2 separate regions of the Oryctolagus cuniculus genome follow, and region 1 is linked to region 2. Evidence: chromatin contacts called from public Hi-C data. All regions are on one chromosome and are shown on one strand. The core of a region is the stretch at or near the end of the contact, and the rest is flanking DNA. Distances in the headings are between cores, read along the strand shown. Region 1 holds the start of CACNA2D1 (calcium voltage-gated channel auxiliary subunit alpha2delta 1). Region 2 overlaps CACNA2D1 (calcium voltage-gated channel auxiliary subunit alpha2delta 1).

Evidence for each region. Hi-C and Micro-C count contacts between places; a contact is called where the count stands out from the background.
Region 1: a contact with region 2 is called in a Hi-C map of an unstated tissue, with 1.9 times the contacts expected there. The contact joins the promoter of CACNA2D1 here to the enhancer-like site in region 2. A contact is called at or near these places in 2 of 6 Hi-C or Micro-C datasets (psoas muscle and an unstated tissue).

Annotation. Positions count from the first base shown.
Region 1 is chr3:147,305,610-147,310,632 of mOryCun1.1, forward strand. CACNA2D1 (calcium voltage-gated channel auxiliary subunit alpha2delta 1) reads right to left here and starts at 2,664. Exons shown (of 39, transcript NM_001082276.1): 1 at 2,244-2,664. The coding sequence starts at 2,344.
Region 2 is chr3:147,168,766-147,173,806 of mOryCun1.1, forward strand. All of the region lies in intron 3 of CACNA2D1 (calcium voltage-gated channel auxiliary subunit alpha2delta 1), which reads right to left. Among named protein-coding and RNA genes, the nearest start is that of CACNA2D1, 140 kb to the right of the region's middle. Within about 2 kb of position 3,611, at least 1 of the 8 cell types and tissues checked has an H3K27ac peak or open chromatin away from gene starts, as enhancers often do.

The DNA of each region.
Region 1 (5,023 bases), core at 1,414-3,913, 140 kb after region 2:
CTAATGGTATAAACTTCAGATTTTACCTTTTCTCTGAAAAACAAGACTGCCAGGAAAACAAAAGAGTTTACTAATGGTTTCCAGAGAAATGTATACACAGAAGCGTAGTTTGCCAAAAGGAACAGCTACAACCTCTGTACTCAGCTTTGATAAACTTGATATTTTTCCAAGACTTGAGATCCTTCTGATAAACATCCCACATGAATTATTTTTATGCAAGAAAGGCAAATGGCACTACAGTTTGATGAATTAATGTCACCTTTTTTTAATCTGTTTTTTCAGAAATCTAAGATACAGTACTAACGTCAACTGTCATTTCTCCTCCCCTTTGCACATGGGTTTCATTGATTTCCAAATAAACACCTGAAGATACAGAATCCTGCCAAAAATATTGTTAATACTGCCTATAGGAAACTGACCTGGCTCTATAAAATATTTCATTCAATTCTTAATTCATGAAATAACTAACATTTCATGTGACCTGAAAATATCTTGAATTTCCATTGTTCAGAAACATTTCAAATCCTCTCAACTGTGGTGTCCTGACCCCCACTATTTAGTCTCTTCCCAATGCCTGGTAAACAGCTCACCGTGAAAGTTGAGCCGTTTGAATTTCAGGGAAGCACTGCTGGTGGATGTCCTTCTCACAATAGGAATTTCCACATTAATATTTTACCCCGGCACGTTCATACATAAAACGCTACATTTTGTTCTCTTTTGAAAAGTCGTCCTTTTTCCCGATGGTGTGACCATGCACGCCCTCCAAATGACAGAAATGGTGACAAATTGCCAGTTAAAAACAACACTCCGAAAAGGTGAAATCTGGACACGTTTGGAATAGCACTGCTTCCTCAAGCGCAGTTTCTGTCTTTGACACGAAACAAGCCTATTTGCGTTCCCACTTTCTGGGCCCACCTACTAAAAGCCTTCAAAAAAAAAAAAAAATCCAACAAATGCGAGAGTGATTTCCTCCTAGGAGTGAACGATTGTAGCAGCATCCTTAGGGCACCTCTTCCTCTGTGTGTGTTTAAGACAGCGGGCTGGAACGTTCAGCCAGTGAAGAGGACAGTCACCTCCTGTGCTTCTAACAAAAAGGACCTACAAAGATCATCCAACATTCCTGCCAAATCAATGGGGAAAAAAAAAAACAGCAGGCACTGCCCTTGTGCGGCCTGGGGATGCCTGCACTGACACCTGCTGTAACCACCCCTTAACCTGAATCCCAGGTCGGACACAGCTGCAGGGAGTCAGCCGGTACCCAGTCTCCGTGAGCACCCACCCAAAACTCCAGCGCTGTGGCCACAACGCGCAGCAAACAGCTCCCCGCGGCCTCAACGCTGGGAAGGCTACCTTGGGCTTGGGTTTTATTTTGTTATGTGCAATGCATTAGGAGTGACTCATGCACTTAAGATCACCTACTCCGAGAAGCTTGGAAGTAGCTTCAAGAACCAAAATCAATGCATCCCCAGCCTGCCCGGTAGGCTATTTGGCGCGTTTTAAAAATACATATGTATGTATACACTGATGCGTGCCACTGACTGAAGTCCACAGCTTTTTTCTGCATCCTAAGGGAGTATTGAGATTTCCCATTCCTTTCCTGCTACCTTTACACAGTCTGTTTCCAAAATAGCAGCCAGGATTTTTTTTATTATTATTACTATTATTATTTCAAAGTTATTTTAGACATGTTAAAAAAATCAAATGGGAAGGGAAAGGGAGGAAAAAAAAAAGCAGGAGGCTCGGGTGAACTGATCTACCCGTCCTGGGAGCGGGAGCCTGGCACTGAGACGGAGATCGCGAGCCACAGGAGGTCCGGGCGCGTGGTCCCGGCACCTGCGGGGGCCGGGCGCGGGCGGCTTCCGGGGCGCCAGGAGCTGTGGAGCGCGCCCGGTCCGCGTGCGGACCCCGGGCGGCTCTGGACACCGCAGCCGTCAGAGCGCGCTTCCCCAAGGAAGGGCCCTGCCCCACCAGCTCCTGGTAAAACGCGCACCGCCGAGACACAACTCGGCCCGCGTCCCCTCTGGACCTCTGAACTCCTCGAGTCGCCGGGACCCCGGCAGAACCCGTGAGGCACGGCCGCCGCCGAGTCGCGGGCGCTCGTTCCCCCGCGACGGCCCCGGCCCTGCGCATTCCAGCGCCCACGGAGCCCACCCAGCCCGGCTCCGCCCGCCGCTCGCTCCCCACCCGCACCGGCGGCCGGCCGAGCCCCGCGCCGCGGGACCCCCTCCCCCGCGCCGACTTACGTGACGGCTGAAGGGAACGGCTCCTCCGACGAGGGCCCGATCAGGATCAGCCACGCCTGCCAAAGTGTCAGCGTCCAGGCCAGCGGGCGGCCCGCAGCCATCTTCGCGAGCTGGGAGCAAGCCCCTCACACGCCCCGACCGCCCCCCAGCCGGCCCCGGGGCCGGGGACCGAGCGGCGCTGCCACCCGCGGGCGGCGGCGGCGGCGGCGGCGGCGAACGGCGCGCGGGCGGGCGGGCGGCGGCGGCGGCGAACGGCGGCGCTGGGCTCTGGGAAAGGGGCGGGCGGACCCCGCTAGCGCGCGTCGGCTGTTCGGCGCCGCGGCTGCCTCGCCTCCGCCGCCATCAAGGGCGACTTTTGCCAACAGACCTCGGCGGTGCCGCCGGCGCCCGAGCGCGCACACACCACGCTCGCCCTCCCTTCGCCGCGCTTCCTCCCTGATTTATTTCCCGCGATTGCCCGGGCGGGGGCGGGGGCGGGCGCGGGCGCGGAGGAGGGGCCGGGGTGGGGGCCGGGGTGGAGGTGGTGGGAGGGGAACGGCTCCGAGCGGCCTGGGCCGGCGAGGCTGGAGGAGGCGGCCGGGGGCGGGCGGAGAGACGGGGCCGGGAGCAGCCCACCATACAAGGCAGGCAGGAAACTCCCCAAAGTGGGAGTCGGCAGGGCTGGGCTGCGGAGGCCCCGGGCCGCCGCTATTTCCGCGCGCGCAGGCGGCGCAGCCCCCTTTAGCCCTTCTTGTGCCTGCCTGGGGACTCGAGACCCGGTCTTGTGGCCACCACTGGGGGGGTTGGGGGAGTTCGACCAGGTGGCAGTTTGCCCGGCTGTGCCACGGTGGGTAGCGGGGCGGGCAGAGCGCCTGTGCTAATTGTGCCGGCGGCCCCTTCTCCCAGGTGCAGCTCGGAATGGAAGGGTCGGCGCGGGGAGGGGGCACAGGCCTCCCTCCCACGGGCTCCCGCAGTCCCTGAACCGCACTGGCCGCTGCAGGGCACGTTCAGGTGTGTCAAGTCGCGGCAGCAGCAGGCACAGGTGGCCCTCCGCGCGCCGAGGCGCCGGGCCGGGGGAGCTGCGACGTGTGCGGTGCCGTGCGGTGCCGAGCCGAGCGCGCTCCGCCTCCGCCGTCCCGGGGAAGCCCGGGCTGGGCGCGCGCCGGCCACCCCAGTGAGAGATCCCACGGCGCTGGTCCTGGGCCTTCCTCGTAGCCGTGGACCTGCCGGGTCGAGGGTGGGAAAGTTTGCTTGAGCATCTCAGACTTGCCAAGCCGCGTCGGCGGCGCAGAGGGCCCAGCTCCAGATGAGAAAAGTGGCCGTTGTGCGTGTGGGAAAGCAGCCTGTCGTTATCCAAGTACCTGTTTTTAATAATTAGCCCTTAGTGCCTTAGTTCCAGGAGGAACTAATGAAAGAAGAAAGGCCCTTATTAATTCGAAATGGATTTTCCAGTCGTCTGAAAGCGACCTCTCCGAAGACGGGTGGTGGTGGTGGTCCAAATTTTAAGTGTGTATGATTTTATGATGCTCAGTCCAGCGGTGTTTTTTTGTCCTTGCTCCCCATCTACCTCTTTTTTTTTTCCTTGTTTGCCTTATGCTCTGCATCTTTATCTTGCTCTTTGTCTGTTTTTCTGCTTTGAGTGGCCTCACAAAGGGCACCCCGCCGAGACTTAACTTACTTTGTTTTATGTTAGGCAAAGAGAATTTGGCAGCCAGTGAGGGGTGAAGTGGGGTGTAATGGGATCGAGAAGTGGAGCTCCAGAGGGTATTTTATATAACCGAAGAAAGCTTTCCACTCCAAACTAAGACAACCACATAGTGTCAAGTCCATTATTGTTTATTTTATATCTAATGATTCTAAGGCAGATTTTCTTCCCCCGCATGAGGAGTAAGAAAACCAGAGTGAAAGAAGTCCATTATTGTCTATGTGATAACTCTGCCTATGTCATAACACAGTGCGTAAAAACGTCATCATCATATATCTTGTCAATTACTCCATTAAGGACTCCAGACTTCCCACTGTGGTACACCGGTTGTCAATTTTGTATGTTTTGCAGGAGAGCCTTAAAGAATGTAATAAACTCCTAGAGACGTTAAGGCAGGCTTCGTGATTAACTTCGTTGGTCTTTGAGCCAAACCTCCGTTTCTTGGCATTGCTGTGATGAAGCGCTGTGCTCTCCAATACCTGAGGCTGTTGAAGGGAGAGATTGCTTCTACGATTCTTGTTGAAAGCGTTGGCTATCCGCTGGGAGCCTAAGTCATTCCTTAATACTCTGTTGTGTGCTGTTCCATTCATTGCTTTTACCGACCTGAACCTTTCTAATGAGGATATTCAGTGTGGATTTATTTCCTGCATATGATAGCTAAAACAAGAACATTCACCGAACATTGCTTTATGTTTCTGTTGGATTCACTACAGCCTTCTCCAATGCATTTCTTTTTTTTTTTTCCAGTTCAGCTCTATTGTTTCAGAAAACTCCATAAAAATCATATCTTATTAATTTAATAAAATTTTGCTAACTCACCAAAATTTCTCATTCGTGATAAAAATTATCAAGGGCAATATAATTTATGCAAAACATTGATAATTGGTAGCTCAGTTATTTCATAGAAATGCTGAATTTGTTCATGCACATTACACTTAGATTAACAAAATATGAACAAAAACAATAAAAATCTAATAGCCATGAAATACCCTTACTCCTTTTTTATTTGAGATTATGCTATGAATATTTGGTAACATAAAATTCTATCTTGTATTTTTATAACAGCCTATGTTTGTATGTACATAGGAGGGTATTT
Region 2 (5,041 bases), core at 2,361-4,860:
GAGGAGCAGTGGGCGTGAGATGTCAGCTGGAGGCTAGAGTCTGCCCTCTACAAGGGAGGAAGAACAGTTAGCAGTTGCCCCCTACCCTTACCCCTTTTCCTGGCCATTTGGCCTTGCTGAAATTCAGGAAAGAGCAGTTCTCCACTCATAGAATCATCTGCAAAAACCATAAGGCTCCAGTAGGCAATTATGTGCTGCAAAAGAAGGACAGTGAATGCATCAAACATGTATAAACTTTATGAAGAATGAAATCCCAAGAGGGGTGTTCCTAGATGATTGCATTAAACTCAGCTCTCTGCAGGTCTAAGTTGTCCCACTCCTATGACGCCTCTCTCCCTTCTCAAAGAAATGAGCATTCTGGCCCTTTCACTCTATGCATGCCCTGCATTTCTCACCATTTGTAATTAAAACTCAGTTAATTAAGCACACCTTACACTTGCAATTGCAAACAGTTTACTTGATTATAGGCAAAGATGCATAACCAACAATCTGGAAGAACCAGAGTTCACTTCTTAAAAACCAACAGAGCAGCAGCACGGTATGTAAAAAAGCTACTAGTCTCTTTGCTTTTAAGCTTAGTGAGTAACTGCATGCTATTGATATGGGTAGGCAGGTAGCTAGCAAGCAGCCAGGAGCTGAGGACTGCCAACACCCACGCCTCATAAAAAGCCCAAATCCTATTATCTTTTTTTTTTTTTTTTTTTGACAGGCAGAGTGGACAGTGAGAGAGAGAGAGACAGAGAGAGAAAGGTCTTCCTTTGCCGTTGGTTCACCCTCCAATGGCCGCCGCGGCCGGCGCGCTGCGGCCGGCGCACCGCGCTGATCCGATGGCAGGAGCCAGGAGCCAGGTGCTTTTCCTGGTCTCCCATGGGGTGCAGGGCCCAAGCACCTGGGCCGTCCTCCACTGCACTCCCTGGCCACAGCAGAGGGCTGGCCTGGAAGAGGGGCAACCGGGACAGAATCCGGCGCCCCGACCGGGACTAGAACCCGGTGTGCCGGCGCCGCTAGGCGGAGGATTAGCCTAGTGAGCCGCGGCGCCGGTCCAAATCCTATTATCTTCCCTGCAGATTAAACAGGGCTGACATGCCCACTCCTCATTCTGGAGCTATCCCTCACTTTCCATCATGCTCCAGATGCTATGACACCTTCCTGGAGACCACCACATTCACCACATCCTCAACCCAACCCTGCCTCCTTGGCATCCAATTAGGCCCTGTCTAAGCACCCCCCGCCCAATATCCTGCCTCCTTGGAACATCCAATCAGGCCCTATCCAAGCACCACCCCATATCCTGTAAAAGGTAGACTCCAACTCAGGTAGGTATAATTCTCTCATCAGGTTGCCCACACTTATGTCTGAGTGAGCATTATCTCTGTGCTTTTCAACAAATTCTGCTTTTCTGCACATTTCTATCCATGTCTCCCAGCTGCATTTTTACATGAGAACCTCGGACTACACTAGTTGGAGTTCTCTCCAAGCCCAGCCAGGGTCCAGAGTCCCACAACAGTATCTAAGCTCAAGTTCAGGAATTGTAACAGAAACCTAATTTTTATCTTGATATATCTTGATATAATGTGTGTTAATACCTAGAGCACAGTATCCCTAAAACATATCCCCAGAATATATTCACTTAGGGGTATAAAAGTCCCAGCACAGTGTGTGGCTCTAAAATTGCTGGTTTTCAGCCTAAATGATTACATTGAGCTCAACAAGAAATGAGGGATTTTATGACCTGTGTATCCATTACCTGACAAATCCACCACACATTTTTATACAAATAACTTAATTCCAGTAAGACCAGAGGACTAAAAGGCCACATTCCCTCACCTTCCTTCTCTCCATGGCTTCCTTTTTCTCCTTCAGTTCTCCCTCTACATATGATATGGGACCCAATCAGGGAGATGAGATTAGGCTCAGGAGCTGAAGGCCACACCCCGCACCCCCTGCCAGATCTCTTGCTCCATACCGCATCTCACCTGTATCCATCCACCTGCCAATCAGACCATGTAACCACTCCCCTTTCGGAAAGTGAATAAGAGGTCTGGGGCACACTGAGTGCACTGTTTTTTGCCACCACTCCTGCCCCTTCTCCTGCCTACATGGCACCCCCATGTGCCTCTGGCTTGCAGACTCCCGTATGTGGCCCCTGGCTGGCCCTCAAGCTTTTGGTACGGAGCTTCTCATTTAATCTTTCGGACCCACCCTCCCGTTTAATAAAGCCCTCACATTCCTGTGCATTTCTCTCACTCTCTAAATAAATCTCAAATCTTACCATGTTGCCTGCTACATTTGAGCTGGTTTTTTTTATTCTTATCTAAACAAACAGCAAGGACTCCAAAATATTAATTTTCGCTCAAGCTCTCCCCATAACACATACACTGCAATTAAATTAAGCTGCCATTACAGGCTCTTTTACACAGTGTTTCTCATGTAAAATAAGACATGACAATACGTAATCTTATTGTGAAACAAAAATAGCAACCTATTACTGCCTGACCCTGGGTAATATGCTTAAATCTTCTTAATTCTGTGCTTACTCATCATATTTATTCAAGGAGAAGGGGAAGAGGAGGAGGAGGAAGAGGAAGAATCAAGAAAAGAGGTGGGAGAAGGGAAGACAGAAGAATTAAATGCAGTAAGCATAGAGAACTCAGTAGTAGGTCTTGATACACACCAGTGCAAGGCAGTGTAGGAAGAAACGATGTCATCAAGCTTGGGAATTAAAAAAATCTCTGCACAAATCCCTGCACAAAAGATCTCTATAGAATGGAGACAATGGTAATGCCAAGTGTGGAAATATTTTGTAAGGATTAAATAAGTCAACACCAATAGAGTCCTTAGTCCAGTGTCTTCTATATGGAAAACACTTGGTAAATCACTGCTATTATAAGATATTTGAGATTTTAAAAACATTTTTGGTTTCTCTCCCTACTGAGAAAGCTTGAGGGTTAATTTCATTTCAGTGGATACAACTAATGAGCCAAAATATAGTTACTGATGAAGACAGCTGAAGTTACATACTGTATTTGTCTATTCCGATCTCCAGTTTACAAATTCCTATCTGGGAGGGGAAAAGTTGATGGGAGCAGTCATTTAATGAAAACAAAGACTTAGGTAGGAGTCAAACTCATTGCTATGAGCCACAAACAACAATGGTTATGGGAATGTCCATATTTTAAGGAAAAGTTCTGAGTATATAAATATCATCCTGCATGAATTAGTTAATTATTCTCTTATGTAACAGGCCACATTCTGTTGTTGTGTTGAGGGAAAACTGCACAGGCAACAAGATATAGGGGGTACCAAATTCTCTGTAAACTCTCGGGTAGAAAATGGGTCATTACTATTTGTGACTGGCCCTCTGCAGCACAGGTCTAGAATTAGTCAGAAACGACAGCGTAAACAATCAGGGCCGACTGGTTCACAACAGACCAACAATTACAGGAGAAGATGTAATTGGGGAGTAATGAGAGCTGGGACATGAAGTGAACAAATCAGCCAGGGAAGAAGCAGACAGTCTTTTGTAACTAATGCCTGGGCTGTCAAGCCACACTGGGTCTTGTCAGTGTCAGGTGCCCTGGAGCCTCAGGCCCACATGTGCTCGGCGCGGCCAGCTGGCCCAGTGCCCACGGCTGGGATCACACACACAGGGCAGAGCGTGCGAGCTGTATTGGTACTCAGCAACTGCAACTCCAAGGCTGAGCTTTCTGACAGATAAATCTGGAAGACAGATGTTTGCCCAACCAGCCTCTTAATTCCGAACTGCTTACATTGCCAACAGCAAAGGCACTGATCTGCAGAGAAGAGCGTGAGTTTTTGACATTATTATAATAATTAAGAGTATATCGTTTAAAATCAAGTCCTACATACATAAATATATTTACCCTAAGACACTGGGCAAACATGGAAGCAGTCACTCCCCTCCAAGTCTGTCAGAAACCCTCTTTCTAACAAATAAATGAAAAAGAGAGAGAGAAGCAAAGAACAGAAGGAATAAAGACTTTTATTTCCTTAAAAGAAAAGTATAATGTTCAAAATCCTTTTTTAATATTGACTCTATTTATTTGAACAGCAGAGAGAGAGAGAATCTTCCACCTGCTGATTCACTCTCCCACATGGCCGCAAATTACCAGAGCTAGTTTGGTCTGAAGCCAGGAGCCAGGAACTCCATCTGGGTCTTCCACATGGTTGGCAGGAGTCCAAGCAATTGGAACATCATCTGCTGCCTCCCAAGTGCATTAGCAGGTATTTGGATCAGCAGTAGAGTTGCTGGGACTGAAACCAATGCTTCAATATGGGATGCTAGCATTACAGGTGGCAGCTTAACCCTCTGTGCCACAGTGCCAGCCCCCCAAATCCTTTAGACTTAAGCACTCCTGTTCTAAGAATTTTTTAAATAAGGTAATTAAAAATCTTTCTACATATATGTAAAGATGTGCTCTGAACAGCATTAGTTCCTATAAGTAAACTAAATTTCTACCAATAGAAGACTGGCTAAATAGTGATATTCTCATATAAGGGAATACTACAAAGCTATTTAAAAGACCGTGTTAATTAATGTCCAATCACACAAAAATTGTTACAAAATACTGGTAATTACACACATACAGGTACTAAAAGGTAGTCACTAAACTTTAAAAGGTAGCTTTTCTCTGGATGGTTGACTCTTAAACTTCATCTTATACTAGATTTTTATATTTTAAATTATTGACAATAAGGCTATACTTGCATAGTTATATTCATACACGTATAATATACCAGAATCACCGAATATATATTATCGTCTCACATATGAGCCATGAAAGTAGCTTCTGCTATAGCTGGATCATATTCTAATGAAAAATGATTAATTTTCAGTTATAATATGCCTTGCCATAGTATTTTACTACATTTAAACATTTGATTCTGGCCTCTGTGCTTTAAGATAGAGAATAAATGTTAATAATTTCCAAAAGACAGTACAAAATGAAAAATGAAAAAAATATGCGTACAAAAATTGAAAAAAAAAATCAGGGCTCATTAGGTCATAGAACTACAGCAC